Linked DNA regions of Hordeum vulgare: region 2 is linked to region 1. Evidence: chromatin contacts called from public Hi-C data. All regions are on one chromosome and are shown on one strand. The core of a region is the stretch at or near the end of the contact, and the rest is flanking DNA. Distances in the headings are between cores, read along the strand shown.

Evidence for each region. Hi-C and Micro-C count contacts between places; a contact is called where the count stands out from the background.
Region 2: a Hi-C map of leaf shows a contact between it and region 1, with 6 times the contacts expected there. The contact joins the enhancer-like site here to the promoter of LOC123407636 in region 1. A contact is called at or near these places in 2 of 6 Hi-C or Micro-C datasets (leaf and seedling).

What each region holds. Positions count from the first base shown.
Region 1 is chr7H:29,481,520-29,485,717 of MorexV3_pseudomolecules_assembly, forward strand. It overlaps LOC123407636, which reads right to left and starts at 2,086. Exons shown (of 7, transcript XM_045100817.1): 1 at 1,837-2,086; 2 at 416-1,757.
Region 2 is chr7H:30,079,520-30,083,717 of MorexV3_pseudomolecules_assembly, forward strand. No RefSeq gene overlaps it. Among protein-coding and RNA genes, the nearest start is that of LOC123411103, 50 kb to the right of the region's middle. Within about 2 kb of position 2,367, at least 3 of the 3 cell types and tissues checked have open chromatin away from gene starts, as enhancers often do. A contact at or near this core is called in leaf and seedling, where this site is marked.

The DNA.
Region 1 (4,198 bases), core at 836-3,335:
CAAGGTAAGGCATGATTGAGAACCTTATTACACAACTAAAAACTAAAAAAGTAACAGACATCCCTATGTGGACCAATCTGCATCAAACAGCACAACAGGGTGGAGCCATGGCTGCATGGAGCTGAAACTCCTCACTTGGAAAGGAAATAGGTAAAGCTAATTCTCTTCGGTTAACATGTTAGCTTTTACTAATTTAATTTAATACAGGGTTTGCATGTCTTGTCCATTCTAGATGCTGTGCAACCGCCCAAAGATAGTACTAAAGCTGGCTAAATGGCATTATATGCCAGGGGCAGATTGTATTATTGGGGTTAAATATTTATAGGCACTTGAGAATCAATTCTCTGCATACGTGCATGACCTACAGACGTTCACAAAACCTATTCTGATCAACATATATTCTCCCAAATCACACCTTTCCGCAATAATTCAAGAGGTTCCATGTTCACTTCTGGTCAGCTATCCGTACTGTTTTATCTGCATGAAAAGCATCAGTCGGGACTACCCTGAGTATGTATGTTCCTTTGCCTCTGTTGCCGTCAGAAACAAACGCGAGTAGAAGAAACATGAATAACCCTGTAGCTGAGAGAGCAAGTAAGATATGCAGAGGAATATATGAATATAAATGAAAAAAGATGATAAGAATATGATTTCCAGTTTTTTAAAGAAGTGTGTTTTTTTACCAAGGCACACTGTATTTACAAATTTCCTAAAACTGGACAGATCTAGTTTACTAACTTAGAGGTTTTTTACAATCTAATACTCCCTCCGTCCCAAAATAAGTGTGGAGGGAGTATACAATAAACATACTTTGATGCGATTTAACATATTTATTTATGCAGCAACTGTTCCTCTGTGTGGCATATTATGGAAATCGATCTGTTGTAGATCACTGGATCAAGCTTCCCACTAGCCAGATTGACCACCATTGAAAAATATCAAAACATTAATCAAGTGTAGACACATCAATAAGGTTTTCCCTTTTCAACAAAGAGAATGGTCAGTTACCATCTACCATACAGCTTTGGTTTTGTGACCTGGATGTTTTAGTGTCTATAAACGGCAGGGCTTCTCGCGCTGCTGGTTTGCAGAGGAATTGATTCCACATGGAAGTGCAAAGGTAAAGACGTTATCGGTTGCAAATACTGTTTCCACTAGACCATGTTCATTGTCGATCCATCCATGGGATGTCGACCGGCAAAGCAAATCAAAGACCAACTGGTGAAAATCAAATCTTATAAATCGATCCTATGAATGGGTACTGATCTGGTGAAGGTGAAGTTCAGTCCATTCCGCAACAGAATGGTACTCTGCTTTCTCAAAAAAGCAAAGGATTCTGAGCTTACAATGCCAATTCAATTATGATTTTTCAAAGATTGTTCCCCGTGTCCCCAAAGAATATTATTCCTTCCTTTGTTCCCTCAGAGGAAGCTCAGCGCTACGGCATATATAGATTTTCATCCCATGCAGCGGAAACTCCGCGTAGCCAGCGGTGCTTTGACGGCTACGGATACTATCCGGTGATAAAAGAAAAATCCGGTACTGCACGAGACAATATACCTGCGACTATTGGGGGTTTGCTTGGGGGGAAATGGTCTTACTTGAAATGACAAGGACATTTTATCAAGCTCCAGGTTCTAGACATGCAGAGCACTATTGGTGCCACTTTATTCCCTTTTCTCAATCTGATGAATTCGTCGATTTATTCCACCCAAAAAATCCCCTCGTCCCTTATCACTTGCTCTGAAAAAAAAAGTCTAAAAAGGATAATGGCATCTCACATTTTTATACTGAGGATGGCTGTGGTAAAAGAGGCTTTGGTTGGGCGGGCGGTACCTAGAGCAGAGCAGATCTGCCTGAAGCTTTTCTTTTTTGGAGCGCTAGAGGGAGGCTTGGGCTCAGGAAGGCTCGGCTCCTCGCTTCGCCTTCTTCTTCTTTAGGTCCGGTCGCCGTCCATTTGGCCGACGGAGCCGGCATCCGAGCGGCTCCAGCGCCGACCCCCACCCGCGTGCTCCGTTGCGACCGCATCGACGCTGCTTATCCTCGGTCGTCCTCGCCGCCTCCGCGCTCTGCGGCCGACGGCCGGAGCCACCGCGTCACTGAGCTGCCGCCGGCCGCCAGCCGTCGTTGTTGTACAGCACTGGTATGGCTTAGGTTTTTTTTTTCAGAAGAACTGAGATAGCGTAGTTGCACTTTTTTTGGGTCACTGGCAAACCTGGCCAAACGGGCCGGCCAGGCACGGCACGGCCTGGGTTAAACGGGCTAGGCACGGCACGGCCCAGTTAGCGTTCGTGCCGTGCCAGGCCGGGCCGGCACGCGTGCTGGCTGTGCTGGCCTTCGAGGCCCAAGCACGTTCGCTAACTAAACGAGCTGGCCCGTAGGCACGTTAGGCACGAGCTGGCCGGAGCAGCACGCCAGCACGAGGTGCGCGTGGACGTGAGCAGGGCTTCCCATCAAGCCACTATCACATCGATTTCGTTAGAAATCGAGGATCTTTTAACAATATCATCTAAAGGATGGTTAGTCCAAGACACGGAATAATAGAGTTTTCTTTTAAAGAAACACTATTATAATGGGGTTGTACACGCGGCAGAAAAATTATACCAATCCGTTGTTGAGATATGGTATGCGACAAGTGAATATTTGAAACAAAAAATGAGTACAAATTTTCGGATAACGGATCCTTCTAATCCTCCTTTGATCGCTTTGATAACCGGTCATTTTTTGCTAAAGAGAAATGATCAATATGAGTCAGACTCAACATAATTTTATCCATTTCAAATAGCGGAAATTAGGATTCTTGATCCCTCTCAATCTCTCTTTCAATTCGAGGATCCAAAGAGGTGTTTTCATAGTCATGCAAACTGATTCGAGTGAAGATTAAAAAAAAAAGGCATACGAAACTCAAAATATTTTCCGGAGATATTCATTTTCCTGAAGAGGCAGATAAGATATTAGGTGGGTGTTTGATACCGCCAGACAAACAAAAAAAGATTCTAAGGAATCAAAAAAAGGAAAAATCGGTATGTTCAACGGAAAAAAATCTCAAGATCAAGAGAAAGTACTTTGTTTTCGTTCGCCCTACAGTGACATCATTTTGCGCCAAATAATCGGGGCTCCGCACACCACCCCGAGAAGACTTGGGCTGGCCCAGTTTCCTCGAGAAGGGTTTTTGAACCTTCTAGGACGTTCATTCAATCGGTTCTTTGGTTTTATTTCGTTTTTTTTTCTGTTTCTTTCTATTCCTTTTTAAGGTTATTTTATTTTATAAAACGAATATCATATTAAAAAATTGTCCTTCAATTCCAGAAAATGTTCTTGCTTTTATAAGAATATTCTGAATTTCAAATCAATGTGTCTTTAAAAAAAAATATAACATAAAAAAATGTTCCAGAATTTTAAAAAAGGTTTCATATTTTCAAAAAATATTCGGGCTTTCTAGAAAAACAATTTATTTAAAAATAGGTTATTGTTTTCGTTTCCATTTTTTTCCTTCACTTCTATTTTACTTTTCCTTTTTTATGTTTGACTTCTATTTTTTTCCTGAATTTGCAAAATTATTCTCTTGTTCCAAATTTTGGTCACAATTTATATTTAAATGTTTTTGCTTCAAAAAATAATCAGGAATTACAAAAAATGGTCTTGCTTTCAAAATTTGTTCATTTAAAAAAAATATTCATGTTGAAAAAATTGTTCTCGTATTCAAAAAAATGCACGATATTTCAAAAACTATACTTTTTATAAAAATATTTCTCTTTTTCTATTTTTTGACTAATTTAAAACTTGTTCAAAATTTTTTCCCCAATTCTAATAATGCTCATGATTTGAAAATATTCAGTAATTTAAATTTGTACTATATTTTCTAAAAAATTAATTGTCTTTCCAAAAAATGTATGTAAGTTCGAAAAATGTTCGTGTTTCAAAAAGTGTACATAGGTTGAAAAAATGTTCCCGTTTCAAAACTTCTTTTCGAATATCAGAAAATGTTCCCTTTTTCAAAAATTGTTCACAGTTTTCCAAAAATGTTCTTGTTTTCACATTTTCATATAATGTTTCTGTTTTACAAAAAATATTTCTCTTTTTTAAAAATTTCTTCACAAATTAAGAACTTATTCAAATTTTGTTCACCAATTCTAAAAATGTGCATGATTTGAAAATGCTCAGGAATTTTAGAAATATTCTTCATTTTCCAAAAAAT
Region 2 (4,198 bases), core at 1,117-3,616, 600 kb after region 1:
AACTAGCACTAGGCACTGGATAGTAAGTTATTCCCAAAAATAATATAAAATGTTGCCAAAATTATATATGGAAGTTGTAGAATATTGGCATGAATACTTCATGAATTATCGATACGTGGGAGGCGTATCAGCATCCCGAAGCTTAATTCCTGCTCGTCCTCGAGTAGGTAAATGATAAAGGAAATATTTTATGAAGTGTGAATGTGATCCTCGTGATCTGCGTTGGGTTTTCCATGAGGAGGAACGGATTATCCCAGCACAAAGTGGATAAGTATTTCCTTCAGTTATCAAACAAGGTTTATCGAACCAATAGGAAAATCAAGCACAACCGTGTTCAGTGGATGCACACAAAATTACAAACAACTTGCGCCCAATGTGGGAAAGAGGGTTGGCAATCATCTTGTCTTGTTATTAGCAAGCAAGTGAGGTGAGTAGATAATTGTAGATAGCAAGATAAAATAAAAACAAGTAAATGGCAGTAAGGTAATGAAGGTTTAATCAATATGTTGTGAATAGACTCGGGGGCCATAACTATCCCTAATGGCATCTCTCATGAAAAATAGCATAAAGTGGGTAAACAAATTAGTGTTGGGCAATTGACACAAAAGCACATAGTTATGTGATATTCACGACAATGATCATGTGCATATAGGCATCGCGTCCATAAATAAATAGGCTGACTCCTGACTGCACCTATTACTATTATTCCACTCATCAACCGCTATCCAACATGCATCTAGAGTATTAAGTGAAACAAAGTAATGCACGGAGAACAATGACATGATGAAGACATAGTAAACTCAAGCAATATGAATTAATCCCATCGTTTTATCCTTAGTAGCAGCAACACAAAGATGCATCTTGTCCCCTTCTGTGACTAGGATATAGAAATTCACAAGGTTGAACCTACCACAACACACCTCTCTCACCGAAGAAATATCGATCTAATTGGCCAAACTATTTCAATAGATCAGAGAGAATTACGAAGCTATCATAATCATGCACATAAAAATCATATAACTATTTAAAAGTTACTCAATATTTATCATGAATAATCTGAACATCAACCGACAATTCATCGGATCCCAACAAACGCACCACACAAAAGGAATTCATCATATGGATCAAAGTGAAGATGCGATGGTCATTGTACTAAAGACCAAAGAGAGATGTTGTCATCTAGGTACTCACTATGGTCCCGTATGTTTGTGGAGAACTACTCACACATCATCGTGAGGGCAGCAAGGTTAATGAAGTGGCCCTCCGTGATTGATCCCTCCTCCGGTAGGGTGACGAAACGGACCTCCAGATGGCCTTCCGTCGGAACACAAACTTGCAGCGACGTAAAAATTGTTTCGGAACTCCCTCTCGTGTTTTTAGAGTAGATGAGAATTTATTTGGGCCAACCCAACTAGTTGTTTCTGGTTAACCTTCCCAAGCCGTTTTTATCCTTTAATTTTTTCTTTTATAATTTTTCATTCTCCCTTTCTTTTTATTTTGCTTTTTTATTTTCCTTTTGCATTCTTTTGTAATTTTCTTTTCTTTGTTACTTATAAGTTCAAAAAACCATTTTTTGAAATATGGGAATATTTGTTTTAAACTGGTGAAGATATTTTGAAATTCAAAAAACATAGTTCACAAATAGATGAACATCTTTTAAGATTCAAATTTTGTTCATCGAATTCAAAATTTTGTTCATTGAAATGAAAATATGTCCATCAAATTCGAAACAATTTCCAAAAATGTTCAAAAATTTCAAAATATTTATGGAATTCATAAATGTTTTCTAATTCAAAAAGAATAGCTAATTAAAAATTATACTTAAATTTATATCTTATTAACTAAGTATAAAAATATTCATCCAAACTATTTTTTTGTTAGTGAAAATGTTAAATAAAACAGAACTTGCGAAAATTGTTTTCAATTTCTATACAAGTTTTGAAACTCTGATAGATTTTTTGTTTGTAAAACATTTTGGTGAATTCATGATTTTTTTTGAAATACATGAACATTCTATACAGTATATGTTATCATTTTTTATATTTCATGAACATTTTGGAATTCATGCATTATTTGATAAAATTCATGAACATTTTTCACATCCATGAATATATTTTTCAACACATGGTATTTTTATTACTTTAGGAATAGTTTTCCTAAATTTACATTTTTTAAATTTAGAACTATTTTCAAATCGAAAATTATTATAATAAAAAATTAACATAAAAGAAAAAGAAATTGCAAGAAGGGGACGTCCCGCTAGCTCATGGGCCCGACCAATTGGGCCCGCAGATGTTAGTACGACGCAGTGGCTCGTTCCTATATGATGGGTGCTGGGTGCTCCTAGTTGGCGCTTCAGGCGCTAAGGCAATTGGCGCTTACAGCCGCAGACTCCTGGGCCGGCCCATATGACGATCCCTCGACTCGCCCCCACCTGATGGCTCGCTCGCTCGCTGGCTCGAGGGCTGTTCTGTAGGGTGGTGCGTGGTTGACCAGTTGACTAATCAAACGTAGATTATAAAAACAAATAGAAAAATTAAAACAAAAAATCATATAAGTTCGTCCAATTTTCATAAAATCAATCGAATTCAAAAAAAGTTCATGAAATTAAAAAACAAGGTTAATCCATTTGAAAAAAGTTCATCAAATAGGGAAAATCATGAAATTTACTTTTGACCATTAATTTCGAACAAGCACTAAATATATACTGTTATTACATACCCATTATATATAATTAAATGAAGAAAACATTTATTGAAAAACCGTTCGCACAAACCATGAATTTAAAGATATCAATTATTCTCCAAAACGTTTATACAAATTAAAAACAATTTGGCAAGATGGAAAAAGTTCATTGAATTTGTAACCAGTCCCTAAAATTTGACAAAAAGTTCATCGAAATTTTTGAAAAAATTAATCAACTTTTAGAAAAGTTAATTGAATCTAAAAAAAGCTCATCAATCCTGGAAAACGTAGAATTTTTTAAAAAACTGTATAGAAATGTTTAGAACAAGTTCACTGAATTCGAAAGCAGTTCCACAAATTTGAAAAATAAGTTCATCAAAATTTTGTAAAACGGTCATCCAATTTTGAAAAATTTCATGTATTCTGGAAAAAGTTTAAGATTTTGAATAAATGTTTAGAAAAAGTTTACTGAATTTGAAAACATATCAGCAAATTCGAAAAAACTGTGCATCAATTTTTTAAAATAATCAAAGAATATGTAAAAAAGTTCGTAGATTCTGGAAAAAGTTCAAGATGTTGAAAAAAGTTTATATATCTTTAGAAAACGATCACTGCATTTGATTTTTTTCAAAACTTTTGGATAATGTTCATCAAACTTGAAAAAATATCACAGAATTTGAAAAAAAAACATCAACTCTTAGAAATAGCTAACTAAAATTTAAAAAGTTCATTGATTTTGAAAATAAAAGTTCATCAATTTTTTATAAAACGTCATGGATTTGGAAAATGTTCACGAATATAGGAAAATAAAAATATGAAAATCAGTGAAGGAAGAAATCAGGAAAGGAAGAAAAGAAAAAATAGAACTCGAAAATGGAAAAGTTAAAATGAAGAATAAGAAAGAAAAGTAGGTACGAATAGAAGGGAGGAAAAGTTGAATCTCGTGGCCGGCCCAGAGTTCGCTGTTCTTTTTAGCGGATTAACTTTGTAATGGGACGGCCGAGGACCGGGTGCAGCGCTAAATAGGAAACATTCTATATGATGTACTCGACCATAGAGCAGGCACTGCAACCAGCTAAGCTAGTGATAATTCTTGATTAATTTGCAGCATCAATATTTAAGAACTAACCTAAAAAGCATATATGAGTTATTTTTGGAATTTTCGATGCATTTTTTGAAAATAACTAAATGTATTGTGAAACAAGAACAGTTTTTAAATTGGATAATGATATTCTAAAAACTGAAATGTTTTATAAAAGCAAGAACATTTATCAAAATCACGCACACTTTGTTTTAAAACGGGAACATGTTTTACATTCCAAAAATAAAACTGGACTAATGAGGAAATTTCTAAACTCCCGAATAAAATTTGATAACATGAACACTTTCTGAAAATTCTGTTTATTTCTGAATCGGAACATTTTTGAAACCTCACAAAAATTAAAACGTGAACATCTTTTGAAACATGAACATTTTTTGAAAAGTGTTGAAATTTGAAAGCACAAACATTGGA